Linked DNA regions of Canis lupus: region 1 is linked to region 2. Evidence: chromatin contacts called from public Hi-C data. All regions are on one chromosome and are shown on one strand. The core of a region is the stretch at or near the end of the contact, and the rest is flanking DNA. Distances in the headings are between cores, read along the strand shown. Region 1 holds the start of TBC1D23 (TBC1 domain family member 23). Region 2 overlaps CMSS1 (protein CMSS1).

The links. A called contact is a pair of places that touch in the nucleus more often than the background predicts.
Region 1: a Hi-C map of skin fibroblasts shows a contact between it and region 2, with 2.6 times the contacts expected there. The contact joins the promoter of TBC1D23 here to the enhancer-like site in region 2. A contact is called at or near these places in 5 of 9 Hi-C or Micro-C datasets (amygdala, blood and skin fibroblasts).

Annotation. Positions count from the first base shown.
Region 1 is chr33:7,285,761-7,290,197 of UU_Cfam_GSD_1.0, forward strand. It overlaps TBC1D23 (TBC1 domain family member 23), which reads left to right and starts at 1,942. Exons shown (of 19, transcript XM_038582599.1): 1 at 1,942-2,150. The coding sequence starts at 2,098. It overlaps LOC106558146 (a long non-coding RNA gene), which reads right to left and starts at 1,711. Exons shown (of 3, transcript XR_005383202.1): 1 at 1,060-1,711.
Region 2 is chr33:7,097,659-7,102,207 of UU_Cfam_GSD_1.0, forward strand. The region is part of intron 1 of CMSS1 (protein CMSS1); the gene reads left to right. The region is part of intron 1 of FILIP1L (filamin A-interacting protein 1-like); the gene reads right to left. Among named protein-coding and RNA genes, the nearest start is that of FILIP1L, 49 kb to the right of the region's middle. Within about 2 kb of position 3,208, at least 4 of the 20 cell types and tissues checked have an H3K27ac peak or open chromatin away from gene starts, as enhancers often do. A contact at or near this core is called in blood, where this site is marked.

The DNA of each region.
Region 1 (4,437 bases), core at 692-3,191, 190 kb after region 2:
TTCTCCTTCCCTAAATGTAATTCTGAGAGCTGCAGGACTTTCCGCGGATAACGACTCATGCAAACTTCTGCACGAAGACATGTGACCAAACTCGCACGTTTTCTAGCAACCTAAGAGCACGTCCCCAGGAGGGCTCTAGCCCCCTTGGAGATGCAGCCCCCCACTAAGACGCCCCATTGAGAGAGTTCAAGCGCCAGGGGAATTTCCTCTTTGTTGCAGCCAATCCTGACCCCAGGCTCCTGGCTTCCCTTTCTTGGGCATCTGTTAGAAAGGGCTGACCACTGGGAGTATGTTCCTCTCACAGCCCAGAGTGTCCTTCTCCGGGACCTGAGAATCATCCCTTTGAAATGTAATCATCGGGAAGGACAGGGCCGCCCCCCAGCTCTGGGGGAGAGCAGGTTCTGACCCCACAGGTTGCCAGCGAGCAGGTGCAGCTGCCTCATCGCAGCCGGCTGGCCGAGCCTCCGTGACTTGTCACTTCTCTGCTCTACTGAGCCCCAGCGCAGCGGTTTGGCGCCTGCCTTTGGCCCAGGGCGCGATCCTGGAGACCCGGGATCGGATCCCACGTCGGGCTCCCGGTGCATGGAGCCTGCTTCTCCCTCTGCCTGTGTCTCTGCCTCCCTCTCTCTCTCTCTCTCTCTCTCTGTGACTATCATAAATAATAAATAAAAGAAAGAAATTCTACTGAGCCCCAGTCTCCCCCTCCCCCATGTAAGCACCTCTGCACCGGTTGGAATGGAGCTCGGCTCTTTCCCGTGCGGTCAGTCGTTTTTGTTTTTTAAGTTTTTTTTTCTTTTTGGAGTTCGATTTGCCAGCATACAACCCAAGACCAGTGCTCATCCCAAGTGCCCCCCTCGGTGCCCGTCTCCCAGGGGTAGCGGAAGGGGAAGTGGGCGGGGGTTGGGGGCACTGGGTGTCAGTTCGTTTTTGAATAAACTCGTTCTCACCGCCTTCGCTACTGTGTGGCTGCGTGAGAACTGCCGTTCATTCCAGTTCTCCCGTCCTTCCCCTTCCTTTTTATTTTATTTTATTTTTTCCCTTTCATTTGTAAAAGCACACCTGCATCTGCCCGTACGGTATACGGTGCTGCGTCTCCGAACGCCGCGCCTCCTCCGACCCTCCGCAATCTGCTTTGCGCGTTTAACGTCCCGTTCGGGGGACGCAGCCCCGCAGCTGGCGTCCCCGGGGCCAGTCACGGAGCCGAGAGCCGCGGCCTCGACGGCGCCGGGCGCGCGGACGGAGCCTGGAGCTGCAGGCACGGCTGCGCGGGCGGACGGACGGACGGACGGACGGTGAGGACGGCGGGGGGAGGAAGCGGAGCGGCAGCTCGGTCTGCAACCCCGGGAGCTCTAGAAACCCGAATGTGGATTTGACCTCCCAGCTTATGCGGAAGCTATATATAAAGGCGGGAGTCTAGAGCCCGTTTCCTTTATTTTCAGCGCGTTTTTCCCCAACAGCTTTCAAGTTTTGAGGCCGAAAGCATGCGGCCCGCCTGGTGCTCCGTGGACCGCGCCGCGCAAACCTTCCCTCGCTTCCAACTCTCCCGGGACCCCGCGGTCGCCGCGGGAAAGGGCTGCGGTGCGGCTACCCCGCGACGCTCCCCCGCCCCGCCCTCCACGAGCTGCGGCTCCCAATTCCGGTCTTGCTTAGTAGGACGCCCAAGGCGGCGGACAAGCCCCAAGGACGCGAAGACGCGACGCCCGCCGCGGCCGGGACCGGGTCGCGCTCCCCCGCGGAGTCCGGCTCCCCCGCCGAGCCCCGCCTACTCCCCGCCCCGCCCCGCCCACTCCCCGCCCAGCCCCGCCCACTCCCACGCCCTCCTTCCGCCCGGCTCCCCAGGGCATCCTGGGACTCGTAGTCTTTGACAGGGCAGCGGCTCGGACCAGGTCTCCTCCCCCGCTCCCCGCCCCGCCGCCTTTCGCCGTGGGGACGTCGTGACGTTGCGTTCCGCCCGTCCCTTGCCGCCTCCTCCCTTTCTCCTTTCCTCTCCCGGAGCTCGTTCCCAGACTTCCGAGGATCTTTTACGACATTGAGTCTCAGGAGTCGGTCCCGGCGCCGGGTCCACTTTTCGGCAAAGTGACGTGGACGTCAACAGCAATGGCGGAAGGAGAAGAGGTCCAGCCCCGGCCAACGTCGAGCGGTGAGGGCTGGTGAGTGAAAGCCCGGGGCTGACTCCGGCTGCCCCTCGGTTCTTCCTTCCCCCGCTCCCGCCGGTCCCGCAGGCACCGGCGGGCGCCGGCGTGGAGCGCGGGGACCCGCCTGGACCGCGTCCACTGGCCTGCCCCGCCCCCTCTCCGGGCCGGGCCCTCTCGGTACGGGCCTGAGGCGGGCCTCCGCGGGAGAGCGGGTCGCCCAGCGCCTGGGCCTCACCGCGGGGCTCCCGTGAGGGTCCCGGGGCCCCGGACGCGCTGGAGAGGCTGGCTTCAGGGCAGGGCTCAGCCGAGACCCGTGGTCCCGGGAGTTCCAGTAGGTTGGCTCGGGAGGAAGTTTCGGGGACGCACGTCCGAGGCGCGGGGCTCGCATCTGAGGACCCGGCCCTTGGCGTGACCCCGCGACCCTTGCCTGCGGGGGAGCGACGCGCCGGGGAGGATCCTGCCCACAGACTTGAGATGGTTCTTATTCTAGTTTTTATTTGTTTTGCGTTTCAACGGTTCTGACGATTCGGGCCCCACAAGTCGTTTTTCTTCCTGCCGCTTTCCCCAGAGCCCGACCGGGGCGGCCCCGGGGCTTCGCGGGAGCCGCGCTCGCCGCTGCCCAGCCTTTGCGCCTGCCCGGCCGCCTCGGGGCAACCGGGGGGCCCCTCCCGTCATGTTTTTGGTCGGCTTTATCCAGTGTCGCTAGTCTTCGGGAAAGGCCCCTTCCTACTTTTGAAATAGTTGATCTTTACAAGACGTTTTTAGGGACAGTATCATAAAAAAAAGATAGAGCCTCTAGAGGCTTTTTGGATTTTTATATTGAAGTACACTGACTGTATGTGTTAGATAGTTTCAGGTTTGCTTTTTCATCCTATGACATGTATACAGCTCGTGTATTAAGCTGTTGGCCTGAGAATCGTACGGGACATTTTAGACGTGGACTTTAATCCTTGAGAAAGAAACGGGATCATCGAAAGGTTCAGATAAGATAGTAACTGAGAAACCCAGCCCCGAATCCGCAGACGTCCAGTACCGCCTAGGTGCGTGCATGTGCACTCCAGGATTCGGCAGGAAGACGCACCGGTGACCTGGATGTAGTTTCTTTTCTCAATTTGCTTATATTGGAGCTGTGACAGTTACACTCGGGAGCAAGTTAAATTGATCCAGCTCTTTGGGAATGTGAGTGAAAGCGCTATGGGGTTTCAGGGGGGACAGAAGCGACTTCCACTTGCAGTTATTGGAGAAAGCGTCAAGGAAGCAAAGATGTTTGAATTAGGCCTTGAAGAGTCCACAGGATTTAGACTAGTGCTGTCCAGTGGAAGTGGAATGTAAGCCACATATGTAATTTAAACATTTCCTTTTTTTTTTTTAAAGATGTAAAAAAAATTTAAGTAACCTCTGCACCCAACCTGGGCTTGATTGAACTCAAAGCCCTGAGATCAAAAGTTACATGTTCCGTTGACTGAGCCAGTCAGGTGCCCCTGTAATTTGACATTTTCTAGTAGCCACATTAAAAACCAAAACAAAACCAGTTGAAATTATTTATATCCAAAATATTACTTCAACATATTGTTAAAAGAAACCAATTAGACAGTTTTACGTCTCTTTTTGTAACACTTCAAAATTCAACATATATTTTATTTTACCTTTACCTTACATCTCAACTGGATCTAGCCACATTTCAAATGTTAAGTAGCCACACACGGCTGGTGGCTAACATACTGGATAGTGCATTAACTGGTGGGAAAGGGCTCTGAATGGAGTAATAGCCGGACCATGGACACAGGCAAGAAAACTAATGATTGTTTGGGGAGTAATGACTAGAACTTCGTAAATGTGCTGTCTTGGAAGGGTGAATTGTATCATAAACTGACTCTGATCAGCTTATTGGAGGCCATGAGGAGAAATGTTTCTAGAGTAAAGTATCTTCAAGAAGCTCTTAGGAGGATTGTGAATACCAGTGATTCACAGGCAAAGAACATGGAATTAATAGTTGTTAGCAGTAGCATGTGTTCTCTTCTACGGTTGCTGTATGTTTTTTGTGGCTTTCAATTTTTGTCGTTTTTATTTTTATGAATGGAGGAACCCGGAGGGGTTCTGTGGTTTCTGCTCTGCTTCCATTCCCATGTATGTAATCTTTTTCTCTGCGTACTCCACTCGGGTGTACCCTCAGAGCGAGTTTGAATACAGTCAGAGAAGACATTTGGATTTGGAGCCATAGATTTGGTAAAGCCTCTGTTCTTAGACTGGTGAAGAGGTTGTTATGGAAGGGGGAGGGTTTGTTCTTGAGAGAGAAAGAGAG
Region 2 (4,549 bases), core at 1,958-4,457:
AGGTAAGAGTATAGGGAGAATGTGATGCTTATACCTTGGAAAGCTGTAACTAAGCACCCTGGTGAAGGTTTTAATGTGTAAGAAAGGCCAAGGCTTTTGTACTATCTGTTGAATCCTGGGATTTGATTCACCCCATCGCTCCATTGGTATATGTAACTGAGAATAGTGATTTGCAGCTGAAATCTGACCTAAAGTCACTTCATTGAAAATGCTGTGAGATCATCTGGATTTTGCAGATATGTTATTCAAATACATGTTTTTTCAATGCTAATACAAGCCCTATGGTGAAGGAAGAGCTCCTAGAATTCACAAGGTTGTCTAGGCCATCCACGTTAGTGGTATAGCAGTTTGTATAATAAACTGATCAATGATTAACTAGTTTAAAAGCTGAGTATTATGCGCTGAGTAGGAGATGAATAGTAATTTAAAGTACATGGGGATCCCTGGGTGGCGCAGCGGTTTGGCGCCTGCCTTTGGCCCAGGGCGCGATCCTGGAGACCCGGGATCGAATCCCACGTCGGGCTCCCGGTGCATGGAGCCTGCTTCTCCCTCTGCCTGTGTCTCTCTCTGCCTCTCTCTCTCTCTCCGTGTGACTATCATGAATAAATAAATTGAAAAAAAAAAAAAAAGTACAATCCGTGTGACCTCTGCCCAAGCCTTAAACCATATGAGCTGCTATTTCAAAGAGGCTTCATTGGCCATCCAGGAAGCTTCTAAGTTCAGTACAATAGAGAAGCACTATATAAAAGCACAATATAGTAAACAAAACCAAAGTTCTGCCTACATCCTACAATTCATTTGTACTCTAATGTCACTCTAGACCAATGACCCAGAGACCTCACCAAGGATCCTTCAAGGCCTCCTCAACACAATTCAAAACTCACAAGGTGACCTAGAAGGAAGATAAACTCTATAGTCAAACAGACATGGCTCTACAACTAGTGATGGGAATTTTGGAATAACTGCTAAATTTAATTTAATTGTGGACAATTAAATGGAGCTGATATAAAAATACAAGACAACTAGAGAAATGCACATGTAGTCCAAGAAATGCCATTTTTTATATATCAAATTGGCATATTTTGTTAATGATCCTACCTGATGTTGACAAAGGTACAGGGAAATAGGTGCTTTGCACACTGCTGTTGGGAGTGCAAATGTCCTTTAGAACAATTTAACAACGTTATCATAAAACTAAAATGGATAGATGGGTGGATGGAAAAACAGAGTTAGAGATAGAATATCTTTGACCCAGTGTTACATTTTAAAATTCCAAATAAGTCATAAGGGGCATGTATAAAGATTTAGCTACTGCTATTTATCACACTATTGTTTATAATACTAAAAAGCTAGAAGCAGTTAGCATAGGGCTGGAACTCTGTATGCATTGGATCAATACCACATATTCCCTTCCTCCTAACCTGGAACCCCCATCCACTGCCACTCCTACCCCCACCCCCACCCCAATGCGACCAGTAAGCAAACCATGGCTAAAAATGTTAAGTAACTTCTCCAAAAGTCAACCAACCAAGATGAACACCAGTATTTCAGCCTTTTAGAGAATTCTGTGCCAGCTACTGCTTGGTCTATTTTATTAAAATCAAGAATGACTTGTGCAGATTCATAATCCCTTATCTTCAGCACTGAAATCCAAAAAGCACAAGTTTGTGAAGTAGTTCTATTCAAATTCATTTGACAACAAAACTTGATCTGACACAAGTTCATTTAAAGTCTAACCATTTAGTATGAAAATGCATAAATCTTATTGCAAGAATATTAATGTTTGATTAGTGAGTGCTGCCCAAGAACTTGCTGGAAGTATTATACAATGAATAATGTTTGTACCATTTCACCTTTCTAAAATCTGAAAACTTCTCAAACAACTCTGGCTCAGGATTTTCTGATGAGGTATTTTGGGGCCTATAGTTCCTCTCCAAGCGAGGAGAAATCAACATATCTGTTCAGTGTGAAATGAACAGCTCTTGGGATACAGATTAGTTTCTTTTTAACATGTCAGGGATAGAACCTAGTGTTTTATGTGGCAGTGAATGTTTCTTTAGCCACACTTGTTTCTTATCTGCTCCTAGGTTAGGTGTTTTCTATGTTGGGGCCAGATAGTAAATGTTCTCCTTGAAGAAGGTTAATTATGAGAATAGATTGAACTTCGTCTAGAAGGACCACTTACAGTATTCTCTTAAAGATAATGGAAAAAACCACCCAGCTTTTAGAAGTCATGATTCAGATGACCTGGCTACTAAAGTGGACATGTAGTCCTTATGCAAGGGACATATTTTATGTTCTTTATTTTAATGCTTTTATTTCCCGTTTAAACATTTCAAAAGAAACATTTATGACTGACTGTGGATGGCTAGGATAGCACCAGAGATGAGCAGAGTTGTCCCTTTCTTTGTGAACTTGCCAGCACAGAGTGAGTGCACTATTTTTCACTGTTCTGTGTACTGGAAAGAGTGAAGACATTTCTCCTTTCTGTGAATTCGTAGATTATCAGTCCAAGAAATAAAGTTCAGCTCTCTCCACCCTCACCCAGCAGGTGGCGCTGTGAAATAGAGGGATACAAGGGTGCAGTGAGCTGCCTCTCTGCTCCACAAACCCGGTTATAACCTTAGCAAGTACCCACATGATTTTGGCACTTAATATATATATCAGTTGAAATATTTGAAAGTCTCCTAAAGGTCCAGTGCCTCAAACAAATTTTCTTTCGTTTCCAGTCTCCTGCAAAGCTCCAGCTTCCTTTGCGATCAGGAGCATCAAGTGCTCACACTCTAGCATTAGTAAAATCACTGTGGTCCTTAGGAAAAGTGAAGTTCTTTTCCTGCACCTGGACGTGAGAATGGACTATTTTTTCCCATTTGTGGGGAGGTTACACTCTCGTTTTCCAGGTGTTGGCCTTATTACCCCTTCTACTTGGGAAAGAATCCATTAACTACTTGAATGAATTAACCAGTTTGAGGGACAGCCTTACTTGAGCCAGCTGTTTGCTGCCTGTGCAGCTACTCTAACTCTGGGTGAGCAAAAGATTAAGAGAAAGAGAAGAAATAGCCAGTTGTGTCCCCAGACCTTTCTTTTTGGAAAGACAGTTTCCTCGTCTCCTCTGATAGCAATGTTTCAGAGTTCTGACACAGCAGGCAAATCAACCAATGTTATAGTCTAAAAACTAGTGATTCCTTCAGGCTGCAGTCTCTTGGGGCACCAGACAGTTTATGCTCATAAGAACTTTCACTTCTTTTTCACAGACATTAATAGTTTCCTGGCACTGCCTTTCAGGAAATGTCGTCATGGTCTGGAGGAACCAATAAAAATACAAGTAACCTGTTTTGACAGATCTCTTTTCTGCCAGAATTTTCTGAATTGGAGTGGAGGGTGGGTGACAAACCAGTCCATTTGTGAAGGTGTAAGGAAAAATCATGGATTTGTTGTAAGAGAGGGAGATGATACCTGCCCTGGATGTGAGATATGCAGGGATCTGAAGCTATAAAGGAATACCAGCTCAGTTAGGCAAACTTAAAAAAAAAAAAGGTTTGATAGAGCAATGCAAGTGGGAAATTCATTGGGATTCATTGGGAAATTTTTCTTTTTTTTTCCTTCTCATTTCAAACATAGTTCTTAGTGCTTTTGACCCTCAAGTAGAAAACTCATGCATTAAAAATTAACATTTGACTATGGATGTACACATAGCATTGCCACAATGTATGCAGGAAAGAGGCCATGGCTCTGAGTTTTTGGTGTTTTCTTTTTTTTTTTTTTTAAGATTTTATTTTTTTAATCTCTACACCCAACGTGGAGCGCTAACCCTGAGATCAAGAGTCACACGCTCCACTGACTGAGCCAGCCAGGCACTCCAAGAGGCCATGGGTTTGAATAATTATTACCAAGTGGCTAACATTTGATGCTCTTTGCTTATCCCTGATATGGCCAGAGCACAGACCTGCATGCATCCCATTAATGTGGGAAAATTGAACATTGCTCTAGTACATTAATTGGAATTAGTTCTGGGGGGAGGGGGAGATGTCAGCTGTTTCTCTCTTGCAAGTTTTTGAGAGAAGTTAGTCACCATAATACTAAAAGAATGTAATAAAAGTAAAACTGACAAGATGATTCAGAAATGACTGCTCTCTTCCTTTTCTTTTTTTAAGATTTTATTTATTTATTTATTTATTTATTTATTTATTTGAGAGAGAGCAGGCACAAGCAGAGGGGAGGGGCAGAGGAAAGAGAGAGAAGCAGACTCCCCGCTGAGCAGGGAGCCCCATGAGGGCCTGGATCCTAGGAACCTGGGGTCATGACCTCAGCCAAAGGCAGATGCTTAACCAACTGAGCCACCCAGGCGCCCCTGATTGCTCTCTTCTAACCGGTGAATTAAAAATATTTTTTCACACTAGTGCTGATTTTGAATACTTCATTTTTTTCTTAGGCTTAGAGTTTTAAATAGTATTTCTTTACTTTCCTAATCGGTTTAAGCTTCAACCTAAGTGCATTGCAAGGTACATAATTTATAGAGTAACCTTGTGCCAATTTAGGAGAATCTAAA